4 separate regions of the Mus musculus genome follow, and regions 2, 3 and 4 are each linked to region 1. A link is a contact called in public HiChIP or PLAC-seq and promoter capture Hi-C data. All regions are on one chromosome and are shown on one strand. Each heading gives the region's core, a stretch centred on a gene start, on an enhancer-like site or on the middle of the called end of the contact. The rest is flanking DNA. Distances are from core to core; before and after follow the strand shown.

Region 1 (3,708 bases), core at 547-3,046:
CAGTCTACAAGGCCACTTGTAGTCAATGTGAACTACACATACAAAGCTGGAACAGAGGTCGGAAAAACTTGCCCGTCTCATGTGTGCTAAAGATTACAATATACTTTAGTTTTCCAACTATGCTCTGTTTTGAGACAGGGTCTCCCAGTGTAGCCCTGGCTGGCCTGGAACTCAAAAATCTACCTGCCAGCCTCTTCTCCCCAGTGGGAAGTCCTACGGCCAAGCTACACCCAGCTCCAATTGTTTCTAAGCTATGTGACTAGAAGTTTCAAGGTAAAACTTTAAACGGGAGCGGGGGAGGGAGGAAGAGAGATACGGCAATACCTGTGATACTTTATAGAAATTTATTTTTTATTTGGAACATCTAGAAGAAAGATAATCCTTCTATTCCAATATTCCAAAAATATGAACGAGTTTCAAATATAGGTACCCAAGTAGTAAGTAGTTGAGGTACACACAAATTGATTCAAACTCTACCCCTAAACATTTCACCCCAGTTCACTGTACACTGCAGGGAAACCATTTCTGGGAACCAACTCAGGAAAAACTGGACAACTGGCAAAATTTCCCATCTTATCTGCAACTTAAATTTTTGTCTCTTGGCCCCTTAAATGTTCTTGATGAAATGACCTGTTAGGAATGATAAACCAGCCTTCGCAAAACTGTCAGACTTCCCCCAAGCACTAATGACTCCGGAAAGGTGTCTTCCTGGGAGCCAGTGAGAGAAAAGTCATCAGCCAGCTCAAACAGCGGCCGTCATCTCGGCCAGCCACCCAATCTGGGACCCTCTAAACAGCCAGCCAGCACTGATGGTCACCAAGAGCGCGACACTTTCCCGGGTGCCCAATCTTATGTTCTCCACGTCCCTTCTCAGAGCTTTCAGTCAAAAAAGCCTCTCCAGAACTATAACCCAAGCTTCGCACAATGAACTTAGCCCTAAGTCTTCTTGACCAAATGACACCGTGAATCCTCAGTCCCACTACTTTTCAAATCTGTGTACAATGATAGGATTCAACTCTTCTTTCAAGAAAAACGTGAAACAATAAAAACAAACTCTTGGGCGCAGGGTTAAGACACGTGGCGCCGTACACACTTCTGGAGAAACTGTAAGTCAAGAAAATGCGCGGTAAAATTTCGCAAGCCCCGACCCAGGACACTGCGATCACAAACATCTCTTCTCCCGGCCAGCCTCTCCCATTACGAAAGGCGTGGGCAGAGGGGCACTTGGGTCCTGGGTGTGCCACCCCGGGGGTCGCCGCGCCCGCCGGCAGTCCCTCGCAGCGCAGCCCGAGCCTAAGGGGCCCTCCCCACCGTCAGCACCTGCCGCGCAGCCCCGGGCCCTGAACCCCGGGCGCTCCTTACCCGGTCATGGCCCTTCGCGAGTCCGCGGCGCCGCCGCCGGGGAGACCAGCCGGGCAGAGTGCGGGCGCGACAGGTGAGCCCGGCCGCCGTCCCGGGAGAGGGATCGCTGGTGGGCGCCTCCCGCGGGGGAGTGACCATTCGTCCGCGGAGCGGGAGCCGGGCCGCCGCTCGGTCCTGCCCGCCGCGGCACCACTACATCCCCGGCGCAGCCCGGCCGGGAAGGCTACGGGCGCACAGCGGTGGCGGCGCTCCCGAGCCGCAGGGTCCCCGCACGGCCGCCGAGGGGGAACTTGGCGCGTTTTCCTCAGTCTCAGGACCCCCGCGAGTGAACCCCCGCCCGCGCCAGCGTCGCGGCTGGAGGTGGCGTCCACGGAAAGTGCCGGTTCTCCTCTCCACGTTGCAGAGGCGCGAAAGGCGCGAGCCGCCGCGCGACCGCCCCTCGCCCCCGGCACGCTCGGCTCCGGAACCAGCTGGAACGGTAGTTCCTCCCGGGGCCTAACGGGTTCTGCAGTTTAAACAGCGCAGGCAGCGGCACGGGCAGCTCGCGCGGGTCCTCGCAGAGGCGCGCGCTGCGCAGGAGGCCGGGCTGGCGCGCAGGAGGCTCACTCGCTCGCTCACGCCCTCTTTTTTTTTTTTTTTTTTTTTTTTTTTAATTCTTTTTAAACATTAGCACTCGCGAGTTGAAGGGGAGGGAGCTTACGGGTCGGGAGATGGGACAGGGAGTGACTGGGACAAGCCCCTTCCTCAGGTGCTCAAATGCGCCAATCCAGGCTGAACAATTTCCAAAACCTCATTCCTCCGCCCCACCAGGAAGAGCCAATCAAAAAGTACCTATACGAATAAAACAATTAGCCGGCAGAGAAGACAGTCTGACCAATAAAAAAAGTACAAGGAACGAGGCCCAGCCAATCCCGGGAGAGCATACGGCGCCCTGGAGCGGCTCTTTGCAAGCTCATTGGCGCTCCAGTGCGCGCTTTCTCTGCCGAGGTTAGGGTTCCGCTTTCCGTTTTGTTAGCATGGGGAGGTGGCGAGCCCGGAGGGTGTGGCTTCTGGGCCGAGGCCCCGGTGCAGGCCCGCCTCTTTCTTTCTTTTTTTTTTTTTTTCTTCCCCCTCCTGGCGTGCCCTCTCCGGAAGGGTTACCAAAGACGCTCGGAAAATGGCTGATGCGCTTTGCTAGCTGCTCGGCGCCCGCTGGGCGTCCAGTTTACCGAGGAAGCCGCGGTCCACCCTATCTCAAGTTGTGCGTTAAGAATGAGCACTGCCTTAGCTAGACAGTGCACAGCCGAACGCCTTGGAGCCTCGGGTCCTTCTCCCCTCTCGCAGGCTGCACAAGGGTTTTAGTTCTCAGGCTGGTCTCGCGGCTGGAGCTTCAACGGGTTCTGGCGCGAGCCGGTACCGAATGACCCACAGGCAGCCGCACAGCCTCACCCGGTTTGGGCTTGGTTCTGTATGCTCTGTCTTTTGTGAGATGATCTCACAGTGCGGTACTACAGCTGATGAGAACTCAGTACAAATCCGTTCAAGTGGGGTTTTTTTGTTGTTTTTTAAATGTCCACTGTGTGCGTTGCCCTGTTTAATGCCCATCGTGAGTTGGTCTGTTGAATGGCCACGGTGTGTGTTGCTCGGTTTAGTACCCACTGTGTGCGTTGCCCTGTTTAGTGCCCTCCGTGTGTGTTGCCCTGTTTAATGCCCTGTTGAACTATTTTCAGCATGGTAGGGATAACAAGCGAAGGGAATGTACTCCATGATCTACAGTCTACTGAAGACCGAAATTAAACTGGTGATTTGAAATAGTGTAAATGGTAGATTTTTTTTAAAAAGGTAACCGTTTGGTCGTTTCGATGGGATAATGAAGACTGACGTTTCAGCAGACAGTTCCAGGAAGTGTACTTTGAATGGCATGGAGGGGAGGTCCATTTGTGGGAGAAGATGAGCTGCACATCACACGTGTCCATAGCACCGGGAGCTTTAGAAGCTTGGTGTTGGAAATGAGGACAGGATGCTTGGATAATAGGGAGTCTAAGTACGACGGTAGGAACTGTAGTGAAATGGGCGTATGTGGGAACAAGCAGGATGCACAACTTTCCAGGGTCAGCTGGCAGCCTGAGGAGTTCCTGTCAACTTTTAGGGACCTTCGCCCGGTCCAAACTGGGATTCGTGGCTTAATTCCAGAAACTCATTTTCAGACTTGCCAGTTTGTGAAGCAGATTTGGAGTTTAAAGATACTTTACTGTAGGGGCAGGGAAAGATAAACTACGAAAACATGGCTGTAGTGGAAGGATCCCAGAGAGACCAGTCCAAGAATGGGCACAAACTCAAGGGACAATCGAAACTTAAAAATAATAA
Region 2 (3,708 bases), core at 515-3,014, 1.3 Mb after region 1:
TTTCCTGGTTCTCTTCGTTTTTGAATCTTTTCATTTATTACCATTTAAGCAATTTCCAATATTTCAGTCATTATGTTGAAAGGCTAGTGCCAATTCCTAGAAAAATCTTCACTAGGCAGTACCTTCAAAGGCACGCAGAAAACAGTCATTTGGAAAAGTTGCTCAGTTGACAATCATTTAAAAGTTGAAATGGGAAATGTGGCTCACAACATGAATTCAAGCAAGCACAGGCAAGAGGTTTCCATGAACCTGGAGCTTCGAGCCATTGTGGAAGTAGACTGCACATTGATGGCTTCTAATTGGTAAGCAGAATAAAGCAGGTTTCACAGAAACATGTTTTTACATGCATATTTAGAAAATAGATATTTATACTGCAAGGCATACCAGATCCTTCTTGCCCAAGCATGTTACTGTTAAAACAAGTTTGAGTTGTAAACAATTGGGTTAAACAACAATTATTGACTGAAAAATAATGTATTAATTTCTAAAAAGAAAAATTTGTCACAAAATAAGTGGTTGGGAATTTGACCTGAGTAACAGCTGGTTGCAGCATCACCCAGGACTTTTTTTTTTTTTTTTTGCTTTAGACATCATAAATCTTAAATTTGAATGATAGAAGAAAGACACGTGTATTTTTGAAATTCACAGACAAATTTTCCCATAATCAACCCTGTCCCCTTGTCGCTAACTTAGTGTGACCAGGAGAAGAATTATTCTGCCTTCGTTTTGAAGCTGTATGGGGAGAATGGAGGTGTTCTAAGAGAGGAGAGTCCCTTCTGGAGCATACGTATGCGTTTGAGGCATTTCAGATTCATTTGGAGCGAAGAAAAATTTTGCAAGTACTCTCTTTAGTTTTCTGTCGGAAAGTTTCAACTAGAGATGTCACAACACAGTGAGATGAAGTTGATACGCAATATCTATTTCTTGATTTACATGATTAAAGCATTAGAGAAGTGGCTCAGATATCAAAAGATTTCTCATAAGTGGCCGTGCCAAAGGTAATTACTGTTAGAATGTGCATGCTTGAACCCAGTTGCCTGTCAACCTCTCAGTTGTTTACAACTTGGTGGCTTTGAATAAAAGTTTTCATTACACGCTGGGGTAGCCCATGCACCTTCTTCTTTTTTTTTTTTTTTTCACCACTTTCATATAAAAACTATCTTTCTAATTTCTTATCTCCAATAGCCTTCGGGAAAGTGTTAACTTTTAATTTTAAGAAGTGATGCTGGAGATGTCCCATGTCAGTATTTTTCATCATAAAATAGCTGTTTTTTTTTTTTAAAGTGGAAGTAGTCTTTTAAAGACAATGCTAAAACTTATACCCATAAGAAATGTTGGTTACGTCATGCAAATGCTTTCCAGCTAGTTATTAGAAAGGGCACAAAACTCCACTGTAAGCCAGGGCAGTTATGGGGGGAGGGGAGGAAAAGGAAGGGGGAGAGGGCTTGTTATTCTTAATCTTTTATTGACTGGTTTCTTTTATCCTAGTGTGTCCTTATTATTTAGAAAAAAAAAATTAAAAAGTGACCCAGAGCTCCACCCATTTGCACCTAAATCCTGGAATAGGTGATGACCTCGTACAACCTGGCTCAGCACATGCCCCCAAACTAAAACAAACAAACTCATTTGCCATACAAATTGTTTACGATTCATTAAAAAGCAAAATTGCATATCCCGGAGCTGGCAGCTGAGGCCGAGTCTCCATGGGCGGAGGGGGCATTCACTGAGTTGCCTTTGTATGCCGGGAGGACCAAGCCGGAGGTTCCCACTATGAGCCTGGAGTCTGAGCAGCCAGATGACACAGGAGGTAATTTTTAAAGCTTTATTTGCCTTTAATGTGAAATTCAGATCTTGAACTGTCTTTTGCTAGAGGAACGATGTAAACCAGGAGTTTTCTTTTCCTTTTTTTTCACTTTGGAAAAATTGTTTGGGCTAGTAAGGTGGCGATCTTGTGGGTGAAGGAGTGAGGGCTATTCAAGGAGAGAGAACTAAAGAAATAAAATGTAAAATTTGTATTCTTTTCATTAGTTGTTTCATCCTTCAGAAAAGCTTTTCCTTAGTTTGCCACCAAAACTGGAAAATTTACATCAGAATTATTTGTAACTGGTAGGTCTAAAATTCTATGGTGTGCAATTGCCCTTAAGGGAACTAAAATTTTGATTTATTTCCTGTGGTATTTCCTACATCTTCTCTAAAGAGCTTGTAGATTTCTCACCCCTTATTCAAAGCAAAAATCAAGAGGCACTGAAGTCCCGAGAAACTTCTTTTCAGTATGCAGCCTAAACAGCAGCGTGTGAGCTTTCTGTATTGTTTATCTTGAGTCAAATGCATTGCTAAGTGTTCCCACCACTTTTATACACTATATTCCCTGTGGTAAAACATCTGCAAAATAATTTTAGATGAAGAGCAACTTCCAAGTAAACTTTACAGAAAAGAAATTACAGTTTTCCAAACTAGGAAAGAGAGAGAGAGAAAGAACGCGCTTGCTCTAGAGAAGCCTTTGGTGATATTTGCAAGAAATAAAAAAGATGACAGGATTTACCATTAACAGTCTATAAAATCTAGGACCGCCTAAGTACAGTAAGGGAAAAGAATGTTTTTCCCGAGAGCAGGTCCCCCCCCCCTTTTTTTCAAGCTTACAACTTAGCGTAGAAAATAATTGCCAATCTAATCAGTAAATTCATTTGTAGTGCTTAACAAGCTGTGTGAATCGAAGCAATATGACCATCTCATACAAGCAAACCTTGTTCTTGCTGGCAGAAAGTCTAATGGGAAAATAAATGCCTTGAATACGCTCAGGGTCGTAAGAGATAGAGGACTGCGAATCTCATTAGCCAAAAGCGCTCTGTGATACTGTTCTGTAGCCACTGGTAAAGTTTCAGACGTCTAGGTAAGAAATTACGAGAGAAAATAGACAAGTACACACATACCCACAACTACTTTTACTCAAGTCCTTGGAATGGACATACTGAGTCCCAGGCAGCAGCCGAATAGAATCCTGCAGTAGCTCACTTTTAAAAGTCTCAGTCTTCCGAATTCCTACGCCTTGCCAAAAGGATAGCACCATTTGTCCAGGAAGGGAGAGTGCTTTTTTCTGTAGATCGTACAGTGAACCATGCCCTGTTTTGAAATCCCAGTCCTCAGACTCCCCCTACAACATCACACACACTCTCCTTTTCTTAAACTGATATCTATGTGAAACGAGCTGAAGTTCACGGTCCAGTTAGGAACGGATAATACATTCATTGTCCTGGAAGCAAACTTTTTTTTTTTCTCACTCCCTGGATGAATTCACGCTTGCTGTAAGAATAATAATTACGGAAAACTAGGAATGCGGTGCTAACGAATTAATCCTTAACGGACACCACCCTAACGAGGACAGCAATGATTCTGGGACTCTCTTCCTCACAGGACAAGCGTCTCCTGTGACAATGAGCTATTGTCCATCCTCCCACTTCACCCCAACCCTTAGAGATCCCAGAAGTCAAAGGTTGTCTGGCCTGGTTGACCATGACATGTGAGTTAACTCGTTCTGCAGCTACAAGTTAGGAGTTCCTGAAACTTTCTTGTGCCCAGAGAAATGGAAAGAAAGGGTGTGTGGGTCCGTTCCACTCGAAGTTGGTGGTTCTTAGAGATGGAAGGTCTGCTCCGATATAAACAGATATGGAAAAGTTAGATGTCAGAGCTCTGGTCCCCTGAGGAAAATGA
Region 3 (3,708 bases), core at 427-2,926, 1.3 Mb after region 1:
TGCCCAAAGGGTAAGGGGAAGAATAGGAAGAAGGCAACCAGCAAAGTTCCTCAAGAAGCCTGAGCCCCAGGACTGAATGAGGCCCAAAACTGGATATCATGCCACATTTTGGACAAAGATGTGTGGTTTTCTTCATTTTCCAAGTTAATCAGGAGGGGTCTGATGGCTGCTGCTTTTCAAGATCTGGGTCAGAAAGCTACCTTGAGAATCTATCTGAATGAGAAAACTCTTTCTGAAGTGTAGGCATGAAGATACACTTGTGGCCCTGGTAAAGCTGAGACATTTGTCTGCAGTGCTGGCCCCTGGATTGGGTCTGGATGGGGCTGGCTGGATGATGGGTTGCTGGGAAGTTGCAGGGTAAGCGCTGGCCAACAGCAGGAGCCTGGCTGATTTTAGACTAAATTTTATATTCCCTCACATGTCCATGCCATGAGCTAATAGTTATTTTTATCACATCCCTGTTTCCTCAGTGGACACTTCTGGTATGGAATACCACCTCCTGGGTTCTGATTCGGAGAATCGTCCAGGATGTCAGTCTTGGGTAATACCATCCTATTTAGTTTTTTTCCCCCCACCCAGGTATAGACTATGGGCAAACCACTACACAGTACGGAACCCTTCAGGGCCCAAGATAATAGACTGATGGCTTAAAGATCCCTGCCCCTACAGTCCAGATACTTTTGTTATACAAATGTGCTCTAGAAATGATTTATTTCTGCCCCCCCCTTTGCTTTTGGACAAACACCAAGCTTCACCTACCTCTTCTTCTGGAAGAAAGCTGAGCTCCTTCAGTGAAGGTCTACCTGCTACAGGATTCCTTATCTAAGGGGTTTTGAGAATGAGTGATGCTATGCTCATCTAATATGTGGGAAAATAAATACAAAGCAGAGATTGCTTCATAGCTCATAAATGCAGGAACAGTACTCAAACGTGGCTAATCCTAAACTACCATCCCAAGGGATGTCACTTGGGGATGACCCCAGTGTTAAGAGGAGCAGGAAGAGAGTGAGAAGTTGTCTTTGGAAAAGTCAGAAAGGATCATTTACATCTACTTTTGCACTATCTCACTCTTCCTTAGCAACCCTCTTATGGGATGGGGCCCCGGGGAAAATGACTGTCCTGGGATCTTCCTGGCAGTATCTATCCAGCAAGTCTAGGACTCCCTTTTGGGTCACTTTGGTTCTAAAGCTGATTGTTTGATTTCGGCTCATCCTATACCATTTCCCAGTACTCACTTAAAATAGAGTCACATTCCAAAAGAGCCGTGAGAGTTTGTGTATGCCCTCAGAACAATTCTCATACCCAGTTTTCCACATGAAGCAGCTCAGGTTTCCTGTGCAGAGCTAGGGAGAGTAAAGGAAGTGGGGACATAGGTCTCCCATGCAGAGCTTCAGCAAATACTCCAAGTCACTTGCTTAATATATTAAACTTATATACACATACAACACACACACACACACACACACACACACACACACACACACACACACACACACACACATACACATACACACACACACACACACACACACACACACACACACACGAGTCTTTTGCAGTTGTGGTTAAAGGTAATTTAAAATATGTTCCAGATGTGGCTAGCGGGCAGTTAGGCAGGTCTACAGGCATGGGGAAGCCCCACCATGTGTGTACTCAGCACCCCAGGCTGCTTCAGGAAGTGGGTCTATAGACTCAAAGGTAACAAGCTTCCTTTCCCCTCTGGCTGGAGGAAATGGGATGGGGCGTGGAGCTGCAGCTGTTTTGAACTGGCTGGCTGGGAGGTGGAGCTCTACTCTTCCTGATTCTTCTATATATGGTACAGCTGGTGCTTTTGGAGTTAGACTTGGGTATTCTGAAGCAGTAAACTTGATCTTCTAAATAACTTGATTCCTCTAAATCTCAATATTCTTCTCTGTAAAATGGGGACCATCATTTGCCCTTGAAGAGTTTTTTTCTGAAATAAAAGATGAACTGTGCAAAGAACCTAGAACAGGAAACTAAACTATCATGTCATTATTTCTGGATAGGAATAATAAAACCAAGAGCTTTTAGCCTTTTTCCTTTAACAGTTCCCAAGTCCTAAAAGAAAATGGATCCCAAAGAATATTTTTAACTTCCCTCAGTCATGCCGACAGAGGTGAATGCCAATTGCTCTCCATGAAGAGGAGGTAGCAAGGGTATGATGGGGGATATAGAGGTTGCAGGGAGAGGAGAGAGACATCAGCAGCTGTGGAGAAGGGGAACTTGGGAGTTGCAGAGATATTTGCAAGGATGCATTACAGGAGGCTGTGCTTGGCTATGTGAAATGTCTTCCCTTCACCTCCATCTAGACCCTGTACTTCCAGGTTAGGGTTTGTCATTCCCGTTAATGACAAGCCCAACAACTCAAAGGTGGAGCCAAGTAGTTCAGTCTTCTTTATGTTACTTTCAAGAGTCTCTATATTGTGTATGGGTGTTCCACATTCTCCTGCGGTTGATCAGTACACATGAGGTCATTTCTGACTGTTGCTATGAGGGTACCTGATCTGGAGTAAAAAGAATCATTTACCTCCTGTCTACCTGGAACAGATCTGACAATGACCTCCAGATCCACCCCAGGGAAGGCTGAGGCGAGTCTTGAAGGTTGATATGGGATATGACACATATGCACATGAGATCATATTGGGATCTCTAGACTCATCCTTGGTCCCGACCTTGGCCACTTCCTGTGGTCTCTCTACGCTTCAGGTTTTTTAAATGAGAGGCAGCAGTGCTGACTGCTGGGTTGTTTAGAAGAGAACTATTGTCCAAAGTGTTTCATTAATGATGCTGTGCTGGAAATGCCAGCTCTCCTGCCACCACCTCTCACTGCTTACAGATTTTAGTATTGATCTTGGATAGATTAAAGAAAAAAATGGAGTGTTTATATTAAACACCATATAGGACATAGAGACTTTTAATGTCCTGTAACACTCATTTCCAGTAAGGAGAAAATGCAAGGCTTTCTGAAATGAAACACTCTTCTGAGGCAGTTATTTGAACTTAATTTTACTACCTGCCTTGTGTAGACAGGGCTTTTCTATGGGGAGTAAATGACTCACCCCGCAAGCTTTTCCAACAACAGTGAAAAGTTATAGCTATTTGATTTCCCCAATAAAGAGTTACTAGCAGTAATAATCCCAGAGAATATTAGGCAAGGCACTGTGATCTCCATTCTCAGGCCCAAACTCAGTGGCACTAAATATTTTATAATATTTTCCAGATAAACTAAGCAGAGGTGGCACATGGGGCTCTGAGCACATGGGGCTCTGGGATGGGGTTGTGGCTGACTCATGGAGTCAGTTCATTCACCTCTTGGTCATCCTGGCATGGGCAGATTTGAACTAGCTGTTGGAAAGAAGTCTCAAAGCTAGAGCTGCAAGTTTCAAAGCTCAAACCAAATACCAACCCTAAACTCTTACTCGGAAGCCTCTTTCCTAGTTACGGTATCTAATAGCGCCATTATCATCTTCCCAGTCTCCAATACTCGAGGTTTTAGTATGGCAAGCAGTACCACCCGCTGTCTTCCCAAGGCCAGTCCAGACAGAGTTGTGTGTAACCAGGCAAAGCATCTCTTAGCATTTGCTGTTTGTCACGCTCTTTCCATGGCTGCAGCTGCTGCCTGATTCAGACCCTCCTCGTGGATCCTGGTGGTTTCCCTTGTTTCTGTTGATCTCATTTGGTTCTAGA
Region 4 (3,708 bases), core at 552-3,051, 1.0 Mb before region 1:
TTGAAGGTTGGCCTGTCTATGAAATAAATCCAGGGACTGTGTATGTTGGTGAGGCTGCAGAGATGGAGAAACTGCTACTCACTGTAGGTGGGGATGCACATTGGTATCACCGTCATAAATTAATATAAAGGCGCCTCAAAACACTGTGAGTAGAGCAGTGTGGCCCAAGTATCCCAGTGCTGATTATAAATGCAATGGAAGAGAGACAGCCACTATTCACCAAAGCCAAGATCCAGGTCACCTGAGTCCAGAGCAAATGAATAGGGAAACTGTCACACAGATACAAAATGGACCACTAGTCAGTCATGAAAAAAAGAAAAAGAAAAAAATGTCTTTTGTTCATGGCCACATGGATAGAACTGAGTGTTCCCAAAGCACATTACCACATAACCAGGCACTGAGGCTCCGCTAGGTAACTGTCTAAGGGACAGAAAGCTTCCAAAACTGTTCAAGAGAGGCCCTGGGAACAAGGGGACCTCTTCTTTGTTCTGGCCACTTCTTACAACTGTCCTCGAATCCTAATGGGCAGCGGCATTGTGTACGAAAGAAACCCTGACGCTCCGGGACAATCCTGCTTACATCAGGACTGCCCGGCATGCACCTTTGAGACGAGATAGCCAGGTGTCAGACCAAAGACTGCTAGACTTGTCGTCTGAACCTAGCTTCCCAGAATAGGCTCCTCTCCCACCCCGAGAGCCTGCATGAAGCCGGGGGCGGGATAAAACACCTGTGCTCTGCAACACACAGGTCGACAGTGTGCAGTGTGCTGCTAGGTGCTGGCAGATCTGCTAAGAGAAGCCAGGCTGGGAAGGAAGGTGGGAACTGCTGCGGGACCCTTGGCAGTATCCAGTGCATTTCCCACGGAACCCTGACCTACCCACTGAGGCAGCCGACAAAGCCTGAGTGTGACTTGTCCAGGCAGTCTGTCTATTCATCGTCTTAATCTCCTAAAAACTACGCTATGACATACTAACTTGAAAAATAAGTAAAAAGAAATTCAAGGGGCTAGGGCTCTAGTTCAGTTGCAGTGTTGGCCTAGTATGCAAACGCCTGGGTTTGAGCTTCACCATCTCTCCTCCCCCACAATAAGGACATTTATAACTAACCCTAAACAGAACATCCGGTAATGAACAGTGTATCCAGGAACCAAACTCTTGTGTTAGGCTGACTCTGAAGTCATACTATAATAAAATGAAATGAAAGAAATAATCTAATTTTTTTTAGTATATTTGTGTTTTGTGTGTGTGTGTGTGTTACTGTGCACACGAGTGCATGTGTGTCCCTTCCCAGAGACAACTTCAGGACTCAGCTCCCCCCACCCCCACCCTGGATCTCACCTTTCCCTGGGAGCCTCCCCTTCAACCTGGAAGTAGCTATGATAAAGATCCCCCCCTCCTCCTCAAGAAGCCCAGAGTCTGGGCTGTTGAGCTGCTCTTCAGCTCACCTGAGGCTTTATCACATGGGCTCTGCTGTTTGGGACAGGACTGAATCAGCCCAGGGAGTGGCTTGCCTGAATCAAAAGTACAGTTTCAATGACGACCATGGTAACTGGCGCTCAGGCTGCACCCCGAGTTCCTCAAGCATTCAGAAGCCTATGAACTCAACCCGTTCCCATGACACTCTTCACTAGAGATCAGAACTCACCCCTGATCACAGGAGAGGACTCTGAGCCTGAGAGATGACAGGCAGAGCTCATAACATTTCACAGGAAATTGAAACTACAGCGTGAACCCAAGTCAATTCCAACTCATTCTATGAGCTACTTCTTAGTGCAATGCAGGGTGCCACCCAGTGGCCTGTCTTCTATTTGGCATTACGTCAGAGGCAGTCCACAGGGACACTGTGAAGGACCGCTGCTTGCTTCATGTGACAGATAGTCCTGGTCTGGTGCCATCAAAGCAGCAGCAGAAGTGTGTGTATGTGGGGAGGTAGGGGGGTGTCTCTGGGTTCCCATCACATGCTAATTGTAGTAGATTAAATGGTGGTCTCTCCCACCCCCCACTCTTCACTCAGAGCCTGTGCTGGATGGTGACCTTGCTTGATAAAATGACTTTACAAGTTAAGGATCTTGAGATAAGAGCCTTCTGGATTACCGAGGTGGGCCCTAGATCTAAGGACAAGAGTCCTTCTGACAACAGAAGAGGAAAGAGGGCGTGGCATAGCAGTAAACCGCATACTTCAGGCCTAGAGCCGAATTCCCCAGCATAGAAATCCGGGGTGGGAAAGAAGACAGGCATACGAATATGGCCTTGTGAAGTCAGAAGTAGTGACTAGGCATGTGCTAGGAAGCCCTGGGCTACCCAAAGTGAGAAGGGTCACAGAAGGGTCCTCTGGCTACTAATTCTGCTGCCAACATCTTGCTTTTAGACTTCTGGCCTCCAAAAATAGATGAGAAATTTCTGTTTTTTAAGCCCTCAGCTAGTGGTCATTTGTCTCAGCAGTCACAGGAAACTAACCTACGTTACAGTTTTAGCTATCCATGAATGGGCCCGTCTCTCCAATGACCACACAGCTTTACCTGTGTTTCACCGGACACCTTGCACGGTCACTGGCACACAACGTGTCACTGTTTATCAAATGAACAGGTCCATGTGTCCCAGGAGGCTGATGACAGTATTAGATGTGTTTCTGGGTGCTTCCTATCTGGAGGACGACACTGGCCTAGGCCAGGGAACCACACCACAGATTCATCTTAAGGTATCATATGGAGCTGAGCCCTCAGATCCAGCAGCTGTATGGCTGTGCCTCACATGGACCAGGGACCACTGCCTGAACAGGCAAATCTAAGACACACTATAGGGCTGGAGATAGGATGAGATACCCATGCAGTGGGTGGCGGCAGACACAAACGACCCTCTCCTCGTCCCCCTTTCCTCTCTGTCTTCCAATGGTCTCAGTATTTAAAATCATTGTGAAACCCTTAGAATTATCAGAACGCTCTGTTTAGTAGATCGTCGGGCACTACAGTGCTTCACAAAGGCTGGTGCATCCTCACACTAACGCATAAGCCACTCATCGCTTCTCTCTATTAGATCTTCCGTGGGAAAGCTGGCAAGGCTGAGCTGTGTGCTAAGCACTTTTCTCATGGGGTGAATCACAAAGAGCCGGAGCAGAATATGTGGCCCCACCTACGGAAGATGCTCAACCTTCGCGCCAGCCGCAGTCTTTCCCCCCAATGCATCTGAGTAGTCCACACGTACTTCCCCTCTGCTTCATTTAAGATCTTCCTTAATTTGAGCCACAGAATACATTTTTCAAAGGCCCCATGAAGACCCTGGAATATAACAGTTTTATTACTACTAAGTCAAAAGGCCTTTCCCTGTCCTCACTCAGTAATGCCATCCCAACTCCATATCCTTAATTCTTTACTACCGTGGATCAGGTGGGCACTGTCATAGACTTGGGCTTCTGTGACTTTGAGCTGATGGGACTATCTTCCTAGGAGAGGTCTTGGTATTTAGCGGTTTGTTTGCTGTGCGGGGAAACAAACTTTCCCGATGTTACACAGTTGCAAAATGGCCACGGAAAGCATGCGTTCACCAGAGTGGTCCCTGTGGTAGATGAGGTTGGCTAAGTAAACAGTATTGGCTCTGTGGCATGACACAGGAAAGTGGGACTGTGGGGTTCCCCTCAGCATGAGCTGTCGTCTAAGATCCTCTCTATAGTGTGAGGAGGGTGCACACGGTCACTCGCTTCTGGCTCTGCGCC

Evidence for each region. Promoter capture Hi-C pulls out the DNA fragments that hold promoters and counts their contacts. HiChIP or PLAC-seq counts read pairs in DNA pulled down with a chosen protein or histone mark.
Region 2: a promoter capture Hi-C map of hippocampal neurons shows a contact between it and region 1, with 5 times the contacts expected there. The contact joins the promoter of E130114P18Rik here to the promoter of Usp1 in region 1. A contact is called at or near these places in 9 of 39 promoter capture datasets (the 3T3-L1 cell line, 3T3-L1-derived adipocytes, cranial neural crest and 5 more) and 1 of 115 datasets of contacts at active chromatin or transcription factors (astrocytes).
Region 3: a contact with region 1 is called in an H3K4me3 HiChIP or PLAC-seq map of embryonic limb bud, with 4 times the contacts expected there. The contact joins the enhancer-like site here to the promoter of Usp1 in region 1. A contact is called at or near these places in 1 of 39 promoter capture datasets (hippocampal neurons) and 2 of 115 datasets of contacts at active chromatin or transcription factors (astrocytes and embryonic limb bud).
Region 4: a contact with region 1 is called in a promoter capture Hi-C map of liver, with 2.8 times the contacts expected there. The contact joins the enhancer-like site here to the promoter of Usp1 in region 1. A contact is called at or near these places in 2 of 39 promoter capture datasets (both in liver), 2 of 484 Hi-C or Micro-C datasets (the C10 cell line and the G1E-ER4 cell line) and 1 of 115 datasets of contacts at active chromatin or transcription factors (astrocytes).

The regions. Positions count from the first base shown.
Region 1 is chr4:98,921,898-98,925,605 of GRCm38.p6, reverse strand. It overlaps Usp1 (ubiquitin specific peptidase 1), which reads right to left and starts at 1,796. Exons shown (of 9, transcript NM_001301414.1): 1 at 1,363-1,796.
Region 2 is chr4:97,582,647-97,586,354 of GRCm38.p6, reverse strand. It overlaps E130114P18Rik (RIKEN cDNA E130114P18 gene), which reads left to right and starts at 1,764. Exons shown (of 3, transcript NR_015513.2): 1 at 1,764-1,807. It also overlaps a transcript of Nfia not described here.
Region 3 is chr4:97,655,734-97,659,441 of GRCm38.p6, reverse strand. It overlaps a transcript of Nfia not described here. Among named protein-coding and RNA genes, the nearest start is that of E130114P18Rik, 73 kb to the right of the region's middle. Within about 2 kb of position 1,676, at least 48 of the 459 cell types and tissues checked have an H3K27ac peak or open chromatin away from gene starts, as enhancers often do. A contact at or near this core is called in embryonic limb bud, where this site is marked.
Region 4 is chr4:99,940,279-99,943,986 of GRCm38.p6, reverse strand. All of the region lies in intron 1 of Pgm1 (phosphoglucomutase 1), which reads right to left. Among named protein-coding and RNA genes, the nearest start is that of BC062258, 12 kb to the right of the region's middle. Within about 2 kb of position 1,801, at least 57 of the 459 cell types and tissues checked have an H3K27ac peak or open chromatin away from gene starts, as enhancers often do. A contact at or near this core is called in the G1E-ER4 cell line and liver, where this site is marked.